3 separate regions of the Mus musculus genome follow, and regions 2 and 3 are each linked to region 1. The links are chromatin contacts, called in public HiChIP or PLAC-seq and promoter capture Hi-C maps. All regions are on one chromosome and are shown on one strand. Each heading gives the region's core, a stretch centred on a gene start, on an enhancer-like site or on the middle of the called end of the contact. The rest is flanking DNA. Distances are from core to core; before and after follow the strand shown.

The links. Promoter capture Hi-C pulls out the DNA fragments that hold promoters and counts their contacts. HiChIP or PLAC-seq counts read pairs in DNA pulled down with a chosen protein or histone mark.
Region 2: a promoter capture Hi-C map of hippocampal neurons shows a contact between it and region 1, with 2.5 times the contacts expected there. The contact joins the enhancer-like site here to the promoter of Egfem1 in region 1. A contact is called at or near these places in 4 of 39 promoter capture datasets (the 3T3-L1 cell line, cranial neural crest, hippocampal neurons and 1 more) and 2 of 115 datasets of contacts at active chromatin or transcription factors (embryonic forebrain and embryonic midbrain).
Region 3: an H3K27ac HiChIP or PLAC-seq map of VIP interneurons shows a contact between it and region 1, with 6 times the contacts expected there. The contact joins the enhancer-like site here to the promoter of Egfem1 in region 1. A contact is called at or near these places in 12 of 39 promoter capture datasets (the 3T3-L1 cell line, cranial neural crest, embryonic stem cells and 6 more), 7 of 115 datasets of contacts at active chromatin or transcription factors (VIP interneurons, astrocytes, embryonic basal ganglia and 4 more) and 1 of 9 other capture datasets (embryonic trunk).

What each region holds. Positions count from the first base shown.
Region 1 is chr3:29,079,633-29,084,253 of GRCm38.p6, forward strand. It overlaps Egfem1 (EGF-like and EMI domain containing 1), which reads left to right and starts at 2,899. Exons shown (of 15, transcript NM_029412.2): 1 at 2,899-3,306. The coding sequence starts at 3,218.
Region 2 is chr3:29,607,187-29,611,566 of GRCm38.p6, forward strand. All of the region lies in intron 6 of Egfem1 (EGF-like and EMI domain containing 1), which reads left to right. Among named protein-coding and RNA genes, the nearest start is that of Mir21b, 27 kb to the right of the region's middle. Within about 2 kb of position 1,770, at least 6 of the 459 cell types and tissues checked have an H3K27ac peak or open chromatin away from gene starts, as enhancers often do. A contact at or near this core is called in hippocampal neurons, where this site is marked.
Region 3 is chr3:29,698,078-29,702,675 of GRCm38.p6, forward strand. No RefSeq gene overlaps it. Among named protein-coding and RNA genes, the nearest start is that of Gm42197, 4.3 kb to the left of the region's middle. Within about 2 kb of position 3,229, at least 15 of the 459 cell types and tissues checked have an H3K27ac peak or open chromatin away from gene starts, as enhancers often do. A contact at or near this core is called in VIP interneurons, where this site is marked.

The DNA.
Region 1 (4,621 bases), core at 1,649-4,148:
TTCATGGAAAAATATGAATACTTAGGCCAGCTCATGTAGTGATGTAGCTTATGTAATATTGTAATGATGTTTAGATTAATATCCATAAACAAATACCTTGGAATCAACCTCACTCTATGGGATGTACACTAATCATATTTAGTCTGTCATATCCAAAGTGCTTTCAATGTTCATCTATAATAAATATGCTTTCAAACTAATGTACCTGAACGAAAAAAATGTTCAAAAGCAGGATTTCCAACGGACTCATGTACTTCCTACGTACCTAAGCTACCCTTCACTACAGTCATGCAAATCAGATGGTGTACATATATTTCTGTCTTTTCCCATTATCATCAGGTTTTGAAATATTTGTGAGTTTCAACTGTGACTTACTTCAGATTTCACTTTGTAATAAGTAGGGTACTATTATTTATGCAAAGCTTTCTTTAATACACAGAAAGGGGATGTTTTAGGTGTTTTTTTTTTTTCTTTTGCATTCTAGAAGGGAGTGGGATTAGTTGTAGATCCCCACATCCTCACAGAGTCAAAACTTTGTCCAGAAGCAAAGAAAGGCTTAACACTTCACAGGGGACTTCAGGAGACAGTTAGTCTACCCTGCTATCTTTAGGTATACTCTACATTTTCATTACAACAATTAAGATCAAAACTGTGTTAAAACAACCTGAAGTTATAAGAAGTAGATTTAGAAGGGCCAGAGGTTATCTTTTTACCTACATGTACACTGTATACACTCAGGACACATGGTTCACTAGATACTGCTGCCAAGTATTAGCAAGTAACTTTCTGGTGTTCTCACCTGCAGAGGACCCTGCTTGTTCTGGACCATTTAACTATTCATTAACATTGACCCAGAAGAGGAGAAATTAAAAAATTAAAGAGGGAAGATTAAGCAATTAGCTTGTTTCTTTTCTCTCTCTCTCCCCCCCTCTCTCTCTCTTTTACTTTCTTTCCTCCTTTCTTTTTCTTTCTTTCTTCCTTTCTTCCCTTCTTCCTTTCTTTCTTTCTTTCTTTCTTTCTTTCTTTCTTTCTTTCTTTCTTTCTTTCTTTCTTTCTTTCTTTCTTTTCTTTCAGGTAAGACTAGCAAGAGATTCAGATACCTTAGAAGAATGAAGAGTGAAATTTCAGCTATCAGTGTGGTGCAGTAATCTATACCAAGAACTAATCAGAAAGTCACATGGCAGCCTGGAGCAAACACTAGCATGGTCACTGAGGGTGGACTTCAGGTCCCCAGGGCCTGTTGAATACAGAACTACACCTAAGAAAGAAAATAAGAATGTATCCTTCTTTTCTAATTGTGGCAGGGGACATAAATATTTCTTTTGTGCAATCAATTCTAAATTGATCTTTTTGTAATATATGCCAAAAGATAACTAGTTGTACATTTAGTTAATGTCGAATAAAAAAGACATATGTGTATACATACACTTTTAACTTAAATAAAAAGAAATGAGCATACAGCAAAAGCCAAGTCTAAGGTAAATAGAAGATTCTGAAGGTACTCCAGCTCAAAATTGACCAGTGCAGGTCAGGGCTCTAAAGCAGAGGGCCTTGATGCTCTCTCTCTCTCTCTCTCTCTCTCTCTCTCTCTCTCTCTCTCTCTCCCCCCTTTTCAAAGAAACCTCCACAGCATCCTTCCAGTTCTTCCAGAAAAGCTGAAAGAAAGGAAAGGAACACTGATTTGAAACTAAGGGGTAGATGATTAATTCAACCATGGGGGGCAAGAGAGAACCTAAAACATATTTTGAGAACTATTCTTTTAGGGCTCCTAGGAGTGAGGCAATCAGATAGTACCACTTTAAGTATTTGACAAGGAACAAGTCACTGGAGGGAGAGACACTTTTCCTAAGTTTAGCAATAAAAGCAAAAGTTTGTCTCCCAGAAGATTGCTGCACATTTTGCTGGGCTAAACCGAAAATGATGGCTTCCGAGCCTAGGCTGTCCTTGTTGGAGGGCATGACGCGCCATAGATTTTTATTTTCACGAAACACACTCCCAGAGGCTTGTGGCCTTCCAGACAGCAGCTGGCGCCAGGCAAAGGCATAGCCTCCGGCCTGAGAAGCTACTGGCTATGGCTCTGCTCTGCTCTTGGCTGCGCATCTTTGGCAGCACTGGCCAGCACCACAGCCGAAGCTTCTGGATTCGAGCAGACGCTGTCCCCTTCTGGAAGGGCCTTGGGGGGCTAGCAACTGGAGGTTGCTCTGCGGATTTTAGGCATGGGACCTGGTTTGAAGGAAAGGAGGGTCTAGGTTTGGAGAAGAGCTGGCGCCTCTTAAAACTCTTGGTGCCTAAAATGAGTGAAATGGTGGCCAAATACAGCGGAGGGCGATTATCTCGCTTTTCAATATCCAGGACTTCTGGATGCGCCAGCGATGTGTGCAGCAACTGTCGATTTGGCAGCAAACTGGACTCGGTCAATTGCAGTTCCTTTCTCACTTCAAGCTTACCTCCCTCAGAGCGGTGCTCCGACTGTCTTCACAGCCTCCAGGTGGGAGGGAGCTGAGCGAGAAAGAATCAAAAGTCAGCTTGCTTTTGCTCTCTGCTGGTGGCAGATGCGCAGCTGGTTGGTTTTAAGCAGGTTGGTGTTGGAGGAGGAAAGCATCTTTGCTAGCTTGGGGCGGAGGATGCTCAAAGGGTTTGGAGGAAGAGGTTGGGAGTAGAGTTGTATGGATTATTGGTGGAAGAACATGATGTAGCATGCTAGATGCTTCCCCAGCCACCGCCCGGAGCCCCTTGGAGAAGAGGAGGTGAAGAGGGCGTGGGGGTGGGGGCCGCCTGACAGCCCAAGGAGCGCGTGGTGGCCAAGGGGGCTGTCTCTTTAAGCGCTCCGGAGGGGCTGGGGCCAGAGGGCGGCGAGCGCGTTGCCATGGTACCGGGACTGCGGGGGGGGGGGGGGGGGGGCTGCAGGACCGCTGGTCTCACTGGTCTCCAGTCGCCGCCGGCAGTGCAGGGCTGTGCAGCTCTTGGGCTACAGTGCCCGGGGTTGGTTTGGCCGGCCACTGCTAGCACGGGCGCTGTTGCGGGTGTCGTCTGCTGGGGTCGAGCTGCTGCGGTGCCCTCCGCAGCAAGACGCACGTCGCGGTCCTCGAGAGCGAGCCCGGCACTAGCAACTTCTGCTTGGCGAGCCTAACTTCTGAGCGGGCTTCGGACTTGAGGATCCCAAGCTGCGCACCGCGCGCAGTTGGGGCGGTGGCCCCACCGGCTCACCATCACCGAGATGACCTCCCCACTGTGCTTCTGGTGTTTCTGCGTCTGGGCCGCTGCCAACTGGCCGCCAGGAAGCGCCCTACAGCTCCAGCCCGGCATGTAAGTGGCGCTCGCCAGCTCCGGAACGCGCGGGGACAGCGGCTTCGGTCCGTGCGCCCCCGCCCTATCCGAGCAAAACGGTGGCAGAGGCAGAGACTAGGTCTCTCTGGGAAGCTGTGGAGGGATTGGGGTTCTACCAGGCACTAGACACAAGAACTTGGGGATGTCATTGACCGGTTTGGGGAGGGAACGTAATCACACATACTAGACCTCAGGAGCGCCACCGCCCAGCAGAACTACTGCCAATGGTCCAGTGCTTTCAACCTGATTTTTTTTTTCAAAGAACCTGACAGACATCACTCCCCCTTCTCGCCCCGGAGTTTGAGTGTTTGTATGCGCCTGTATGTGTTTCACTTAATTTCATGTTTGGGGCGTAACTGGCCACATTCTACAAGGCGTTTGCCTGAAATCTTGTCGAATGGGGAAAATCTTGACATTTAGTGTGTGTGTGTGTGTGTGTGTGTGTGTGTGTGTGTGTAGAATCCAGTGTGGTTTTTTGTGAGGTATGATGAAGAATGGATTATTTCACAGGTCTGACGAGAGAGGCAAGGAGCCAGCAAAAGCACGTGTCAGCAGCTTAGGTTAGTTGGAGAGTTAGGAGGAAGGGGTACAAGGAGGATTCCTTCTGCATTAGAAATGGGTATGGCTGGGAAATGTCTAGTTTCTGTCCCCTGTGGCGCGCTGGGAGAAGTTCCTGGAAAGTCTAATAGCCCGGTCTCCTTCACTGGCTGGAGAAGTTTTTGCCAGATCTTGCTTTACACCAGGATCTCCAGCTTTTAACAGTCTGGCGGGGAAGCTCAAATTCTGCTTTTCCTGACATGCTCTTGGGCAGTTATGAGCACACAGCAAAGCCTTTTTGAACATCTTATCCTCTTCTTCACTTTTCTGAAATACAAATATTATGCAATAGAAAAGTGGTTTAGAGAAATAACCTAAAGCTTCGCTTTTTCATGTAAAAAAATAAATACTGTTTGGGGTCCACTTTACATCTCAATATTTTACCCTTTGTGAAATTCAGTTTGCTACCTGGTCACTGCACAAGCCATTAACTATGAACAGGGCCAGAGTGTCATTGAATCTCACAACTTCATGACTACACAGATGCTAGATGTGGATACCTTTGCCATTTAAGGAGTTCTTGGTTTCCCTGGAATTGATAAGATTTGCATTGCTTACCTTGAAGAGGTGAGTTTAGACTCTTCAGTTTATCTCAGAAGCATCACTCTGAGTAACCTCTGCCTGTCGAAAGCAGACATCTTATACATTGGTTTAGAGCAAACTTGTGTTAGCTCTGTTAATGTGGTCCCCACTTGCC
Region 2 (4,380 bases), core at 520-3,019, 530 kb after region 1:
GTGAAGAGGGCTATGAGCAGAAGAACTGGGTGGAGGGACAGCTGGATGGCAGCAAGCCCGAGACACTTCCCAAGGGTGTCAGAGATGGAACAGCCCTTGATATTGACCCACCATCATGCAGGATGTCAGAGCTTTACATCTGCAAAGGACCCGATCAGATATAGACAGTTCTAAGGTAGGAGTGTGACCCTGGCCAAGGTGGGTCTACTAATGCCCATTCCTAAAGAGAAGTCCAGCCGAAAACTGTCAGCTGGCAACAACAAAACAGTTGAGAGCTGTACGTTGCAGTTCTCATGTGGAAGCACACCATGGTATCTATCTACTACAATGACTTGAAATAGCATCACACTAAGTTCCTGAACTCTACAGTATATGTCAACTAACGCTGTGTACTCTTTATTTTTGAACTACTTGCTTAGTTAGCTCATTCTTTATAAATGACATTTATTTTTTTGCAAGTAGGTTGAAACTATTTTTTGGTTTTCAATTTTTGTTTTATAAGTTTGTTTTTTAGGATTTATTTAGTATACTATATTTCTTAGCATTTTAAATTTATTCTTTCTCTTTAACCTCTAAGACCCCATTGTTTATAGACAAATATTTATAAATAAGCCTCGAGTATTTTCAGAGTTTTATTTTACTAAATTTAATGTTTAATCTACTATTAGTTTCTTCTGGAGTATAATTTAAGGCAGTTATTTAAATTATGAATGTGTGTTTTTGTGATGTATGTGTACATATATGTGTGTCATAGGTTTGTGTTATGTGTGTTTGTGTGTATATGATATATGAGTATATGTATGTGTGATTGATGTATGTGTATGTGTGTGATATATCTCTGTGCCTATACATGTATTAATGCATATGTGTACATATGTGTATGTACAGATATGTATATGTAAGATATATGTATATATAGTATGTATATGTATATGTGTGACATATATTTTTATATATGTATGTTTATACAGTGTGTAAATGTATATATCTGTATGTGTATTATGAAATATATTTATGCATATATATATATGTGTGTGTGTTGGTCTTAGTGTTGTAACATGGAAGAGCCTGTTGTGCTTACTAACTGCAGATGAAAGTTAAGTAGTAAAGGTTTATGAAGAATTCCTTATTATCATCTCTAGTTCAGATCTGCTTTTATAAATTTAATTGTATTACAGCCTCTTGCAGAGCACCTACCTTTCCATGATCTTCGGGAGGATAAGGATAAGATACCATTAGAATCCCATCTGGATTGCTAAAGTGTCACTTTGGATCGAGCATTCTAAATGCCCTTAGAAGTGTCTTACATATCACCAGTGGGCATGTATGAACTGAAAACTGGAGCAGCAATAGAATTTTTCTCTCGATCTGTGACTTCCTGGAAGGCTATTGTTCCCCACAAGTTAGAAGCAATGTCACAAAGAAGGAATTACATTTTGTCAGAATAAGGCTGTTTAGACAATGATCATTGGAGTTGTCTTGAGTTTGGATTAATGTGTGGGATGGTTACCTTTGGGGATGGGAATAGTATCAAACTATATTATCCTAAACCCCTCAGGAGTCAGTAGGAAATAGAAACATATTCCCTTTGGCAGTTGGTTCCTCAGTGTGCTAGTTATGCCCAAACAAGCTGAGGGATTTTTTCTTGACATCTGTTTTATTTCATTTCTTGCCTCTTCCAGCATTCAAGCTGTCAGCCCTTGCTATGTTAACAATGGGGCTTATGAGCCAGGGTGCATTCAGATCACAGTTGAATACTCCAGGCCTGGGTGCCTTCCACACAGCCAGCTCATACGAGAAGGCAAACGCTGAAAGCAAGGTACTATCAGCATAATTCCCTGCTGCACAGACGCAGCATGTGGAGAGCAGAAAACCTTTTTTTTTTTTTTCCAAACTTTGTGGCATTTCACAAGATTATTTGAATACTTTTCCCACAATCTAGTTCACTCATTGTTCACCCTAAACAACTGTCGCTTTTTCTATTTTTTGTTTTTAAAACTATTTGTGGCTCTAGGTTAGCAGATCTTTCTAAGAAGATCAGTCAGCTACGTCTAAATGATTTGTAGTGGTGAGCTATTATAGGATCAAGAATTAAAATGATCCTGATTATCCTAAAAATTACCCAAACAAAGATATTCAGAATATTGCTTCAACATGCACTGTAAGCATAATGAGTGTGGGCTCTTGTTCTCTAATATATATTTCCATTCAAGAGAAACACTGAATATATTCATTGCAATTCCTAGTAGTAGTTTCGATTAAATGTATGCCTCTGTCTTTTATTTTTATTGAATTAATTAAGGTTCCCTTGGCTTTGAATTTTACAGTGACAACTCAGCTTTTCATCAGAGGCTCAGTTGGAGAAGTGCTGAGTTGGGTCTCAAGAACCACATGAAACAGCTAGGTGTCTCCCATTTCTAACAAATGTCCTGGGGGACTCTGTCTCAAAAAAAGTGAATGGTTCCTGACTTTGTACACACACTCACACACACACATGCATAAACACATACATGCATACCACACACTCATACAAGCATCCTCTGGGTGGTTCCATTTTCTGTCCCTTTTGTCACATCTTTTTGTATTATGTTTTGTTTCTTGACCCTGAATAGGGCAAAGTCAGGATGATGGTTAGACACTCAAAGAAAAATATCCTATGTTTCACAACCGAGGAGAATAAAGAGTTCTTTGTGAATTCGGCATCTGCTATTTGAGCAGCTATACGTGGCTTGAGTCGTACTGTTCTACACCAGTTATTCACTCTAAGCTGTGGGAAGCAGCAGGGGCCATTTCCTTGAGTACCAGTCAGGGTAGGTCTAAACTCATGTCACTCTGAGTTACAAGTTCATAGATATATTTTGTGATCGGATCTTCTGTAGCTTGTGTGGTTCCCAAACCAGAGGATGATGAACTTAAATTGCCAATGTAGACTTCTGGAACTATAAATGTGCACCACCACCCCTGGTTTATGTGGTTTGGGCAAACACTTTGCACACTATATCTCAGCATCTTCCAATTTCTACCAACTGAGCTGCATCACCAGTGCTCAAATTCATTGACTTTTGATGGCTAGTGTCTATCACCTACACTTGCCCATCTAGAGATTAGTAGCTAACAGTTTTAAAAAGTAGAAGGGAGAAATTAATATTAAAGTTTCCTATTTTAGAATTATATGAATCAGCAGGAAAGCTTATCAAGTAGTCCAAATAATCTAAAGACTAAATTTGCTGCACTTGGAACAGCATCAGGGAACCAGGGTTCCTTTCTTGTGTTGTTCTGGAACACTGGGCAGAAAGGGCAGTAGAGGTTTCTTGTTCTTATTGGCATGATCGACTACTTTGCTGTGCACAGTCCAGTGGAAGTAGATACTGTTTATTTCTTAACTGACAAGAACTGAGATGTTTTTTCATCTGCTCAACCCCTATAAGTCACGCAGTTTTTGTGCAGTGGTGAACCCTAAGAGCGATTTATCTATACCCTAAGGAGGTTGCTATAAATTCAGCTGTACTGCTGATTCTGCTGCATCGAGCTCGATCATGGTATCTTTGTACTGCATGGTGGGCAAGTGGGTGGTAGACTGCTGAAGAGATTAGCTGAGAAGCAAGGGGGCTGTGACAGACACCTGGCAAAGGACATCTTGCTGATGCCTCACCAGTGTTATTTCTGTTGGATGTTTGGAACACTACTTTTAGGTGTCTGTGTGTGTGTGTGCATTTCTTTTTTTATTAGATATTTTCTTCATTTACATTTCAAATGCTATCTCCAAATCCCCCTCTACCCTTCCCCCGCCCTGTTTTCCAACCCACCCACTCCCACTGCTTGGCCCTGGAATTACCCTGTACTGGGGCATATGATCTTCACAAACCAGGGCCTCTTCTCCCATTGATGGCCAACCAGGCCATCCTCTGCTACATATGCAACTAGATGCATAGTTCTGGGGGATAGTGGTTTGCTCATATTATTGATCCTCCTATAGGGTTGCAGACCCCTTTAGCTCCTTGGGTTCATTCTCTAACATCATCATCAGGGGCCCTGTGTTCCATCCAATAGATGACTGTGAGCATCCACTTCTGTATTTGCCAGACACTGGCATAGCCTCACAAGAGATACTTATACCAGGGTCCTGTCAGAAAAATCTTGCTGGCATATGCAATAGTATCTGGATTTGGTGGTTGTATATGGGATGGATACTCCGGTGGAGCAGTCTCTGGATGGTCCTTCCTTCCATCTTAGCTCCGAACTTTGTAACTCCTTCCATAGGTATTTTTGTTCCCCATTCTAAGAAGGAACAAAGTATCCACTTCCTGGTCTTCCTTCTTCTTGGGTTTCATGTGTTTTGCAAATTATATCTTGGGTATCCTAAGTTTCTGGGCTAATATC
Region 3 (4,598 bases), core at 1,979-4,478, 620 kb after region 1:
AGGCATAGGCTGGCTCTAGGTCATTGGCAGCACACAGGCTTTCTCATTTGGATTGTTATATTCCACTATGTTTCTAACATTGAACACCTTGGTGTTCCTATTGCAACATAGGCTTCACCTTCATACCATCACATGTTTCCTTTCTAGTTCTTCCTCCCATATAGCCTACTACAATTGTCTCACATATAATGTGCAACTCACATACATCTGTTGTTCATCCCTGTCCACTAAGCAACAAGTGCATCTGAACATATCTTTCTTTTTTGCTCTTCTTTCTAATAAATATATTCTCATTGGTGTGTGTGTGTGTGTGTGTGTGTGTGTGTGTGTGTGTGTGTGTATAGTATGAATATGCACATGCATATTCTTAAAGTTGGTTCTCTTCTGCCACCTTATGGGATGCAGGGATACAGCTCAGTTGCTAGGCTTGGGTGAAGTGCTTTTACCCTCTGAGCCATTTTCTTATCCCCTCTTATTTTTATGGTTAGGATTCAAGGATTTCATCTTTCATCGTAGGTGAACAAACCAAACCACAAGGTCCTTTCACTTCATAGTATTAGGATCAGTGTATTATAATTAGTTGTCTGCTTGTCAGTGGTAAGTACTAGCATTCACTTTTATATCTCCAGCTCTGGACATACCAGACATGTTCAAGAAAGACTTTCTAGCTTCAATTAACCAATGTTCTTGACAACTCTGTAAAGAAGAATCGGGTTGAACTTTCATAGAGTTAGTCAAGTGAAAGGAGGCATGATAAATACAGAATTTAAGAAACTAAGAAACAGCCAGTGACTTGGACGGAATAAGCTCTACTGAATTATGAGGGCTGTTAAGATGGAAAGGGAGAGAAGATGGATAGATTCTCAAAACCACAGGCTCTAGTCCAATTCCAAAAGTAGTTTTTTAAGGTTTAGAAAACCAACAGTATCAAAGAGGAGCACAATTTTATTCTTGGTTTATTGCCAAATTTTTATTTCCCTATACACTTATCAACTAGAAAATAAATATAACACATTATCAATATAGATATACTAAATAAGATACTGTGTTATATATCCATGCTTCTATACTAAGTACCAACATCATACTTGTTAGGGCTCCAAGCTGGGCCAAAGGCTAACTGATGTACTAAGTTCTCCTAGCATCCCTAAGTCCCTACCTGTTACAAGGTATAGATGGCATCTCCCACTCCCTACCTGAACTCTCCGGCCAAGGTATACTCAAGCACACAACTCCGTCCCTTCCCATGCCACCCATGGGGATGTGCTTTCTGTCATTTCTCATGGACTCCTCTGAACATATGTCAGAATTTGGTAGTGTTACTAACCTTAATGTTTTAGATTACTTTCAATCACTGTAATAAACACAACTGAAAGCACTCAGAGGAAGGAAAGAGTTTTTTTCATCTTTTAAAAAAGTATTTTATTTATTTACATTGCAAATATTGCCTCCTTCCTGATTCCCCCTCTCATGCCCCTTCTCCTTTGCCTCTGAGAGGGCATTCTCCCACCCACCCAGAAACCTCCTCACCCACACACCCCACCATTTCCCTGGGGGATCAAGTTTCTACTGGATTAGGCAGATCCTCTCCCACTGAGGTCAAATAAGTCAATCCTCTGCTACATACCTGCTGGGGGCCATGGACCCACCAAAGTATGTTCTTTGCTTGGTGAGCTCCCAGTGGTCCAAGTTAGTTGATACTATTGGTCTTCCTGTGAGGTTGCCTTCTTTATACAAATGACAAATGGGCTGAGAAAGAACATAGGGAAACAAACACCCTTCACAGTAGCCACAAATAATATAAAATATCTTGATGTAACTTTAACCAAGTGAAAAATCTCTATGACAAGAACTTCAAGTCCCTGAAGAAAGAAATCAAAGAATACCTCAGAAGATGGAAAGATCTCCCATGCTCACGGATCGGTAGGATTAACATAGTAAAAGTGGCCATCTTACTAAAAGCAATGTACAGATTCAAAGCAATCCCCATCAAAATTCCAACACAATTCTTCACAGACATGGAAAGAACAAATCTCAACTTCATATGGAAGAAAAAAACAAAACAAAACAAAACAAAACAAAACAAAACAGGAGAGCGAAAAAATTCTTAACAATAAAAAAAAAAATTCTGAGAGAATCACCATGCCTGACCTCAAGCTGTACTACAGAGCAATAGTGATAAAAACCGCATGGTATTGGTACAGAGACAGACAGGTCAATCGGTGTAATAGAATCGAAGACCCACACACTTGATCTTTGACAAAGAAGCTAAAACCATACAGTGAAAGAAAAGGAAGTGTCTTCAACAAATGGTGCTGGTCTACCTGGCTGTCTGCATGTAGAAGAACGTAAATTGATCCATATTTATCACCTTGTACAAAGCTCAAGTCCAAGTGGTTTATTTGATTTTAATACTTCCATATCAGAGTTGTCACTGAGTGAAGTTAGGGCTAGAATTTAGCTGGGCAGGTACCTGGAGGCAGGAACTGAAGCAGGGACCATGGAGGAACACCTACATGGCTTGCTCAGCCTACTATCTTACACCATCTAGTACCACCTACCTAGGAGCAGCACCACCCACAGTAGATTGGGCCTTCCTTCATCAATCATTTACCAGAATGCCTCACTGACATACCTACAGGCAAGATGACCAAGGCATGTTCTCAATTTAGGTTCTTTTCCCAGAAGACTCTAGTTTCCGTTGAGTTGACAAATATCTAACCAGGACATATAACTTACAGACAAGGAAACAAAATCTAGGAAGATATAAGAAACCTATCTGAAATTAAGTAATTTGTAATTCAACATTAGATAATAGGTATAGTGTCCATAAGTTTATTCATTAAAATAGTGTTCAGTGTTTACTACTGTAGCCATATACTATCAATCAGGAAAAGATAAAGCACTCGGGAGGCAGAGGCAGGCAGATTTCTGAGTTCGAGGCCAGCCTGGTCTACAAACTGAGTTCCAGGACAGCCAGGGCTACATAGAGAAACCCTGTCTCGAAAAACCAAAAAAAAAAAAAAAAAAAAAAAAAAGATAAAGAAATTTTGTTCCATTGAAAATAATCTATAAATAGAAGTTACTCTTTTCTGTTTTGAGCCCCACATTTGTATATTGCAATAAAAAGACTGATTGTCACAGCAGGGAGCGTTACAGAGTTGTCATTATCACAATAGCCCATGCTCCATTTAATGATGGATGAATGATGCTTTTGTTTGTCTGTCTGCAACATGTTCCACTGATTTTCACAGCCTGCTCTGACGAGGACACAATGCAATGACAGTTCTGAGAGGGACTCTGAGGTCAGCCAGTCCAACTGGATTCAAACTTATGCCAGATCCTCTACTTTCTCAGCTGAATGTAAATGCTGTTCTTCATCTAGTGTAAATAGGAACCTGAACTGCCTCTACCTTCTGCAGATGCCTGATGTTCAAGTCCTCTTTGTTTTCACAGGGCTCCCTAATCTTAACCTTGTTTAAAATTCTCTGTCTGTTGGTAAGTATAGCTGGCTAGCTGCCTCCACTAATCCATGATTATTCCTGAATTGAGTATCTGACAGAGCACTAAACAAATGCTTTTTTTTGTTTTCCAAAGTGAGCCATCCAGAAGTTTTACTCTCTAATACACAAACCATTTGCAGGCATCCAGGCACAGAGATTATATTCTCAGAAGAGATCATGCAGTATGCAGCTTGCAATTTTTATTTACCTAAGACTGGGTATTTCTCTTTATTTACTTGGCATGCATTATTCTTGCACTAGAATGTCCTACTATGAAAACACAAAGATTATCTTGACATAGAAAATTCTTTTTCTTAGGTTGTTATTTATCCCACTATATCTAAATATTATTACTTTCATGTTACTTTTTAAAAACAAAACAATTTGAAAGTTCCTAAGCCTTAGATTATGCTGAGAAATTTTTCAGTTCACTGAAGTTTGCCAGGTCATAATGTCATTAAGCTCTATTCTTATTCTCCAGTGAGACTTGCTTTACAAATGACTTATTAAGTGCTATTTGATATATTAAACAAGGTAAGACAACATCTTGCCCTCAAGGACTATATATAAAATTCAGTGAGTAAGAAAGGTGTATAAGTCACTTAAAAATATGTAAAAGAAGAAAATGTAATGCTTGTTGATTTGCAGCTCTGATTCATCCTTCTGAGGTAGAATCCTGAAGGCTTCCTTGAAGAGGTGGCATACCAGCTAAACTTCTAACGCTGTATATAGAATTTGTAGGATAGTCAGGTATGAACTTCATCTCACATAAGGTTTCTAGTTAGTAAACACCCAATGGTGCGCAATGATAGGTCTTTGTAGACAGTGGCTGGATTTGGACTCAGATGTGATAAGAGATGAAAGAAAGGGGAAAAGGAATGGAATAATGATTAGTTGACAAAATGGCAAGATGCTACATTAGTCAATTAAGACCTTGGTGTGTGTGTGTGTGTGTGTGTGTGTACTAGGAGTAGGTATAGAATACCTATTCCTTCCAGTATACAAACTCACATGCTCACGGAGGCCAGAGGTCAACATTGAGTATCTTTCTTGGTTGTTCAACATCTTAGTTTTTGTGACAAGATTTGGCATTCA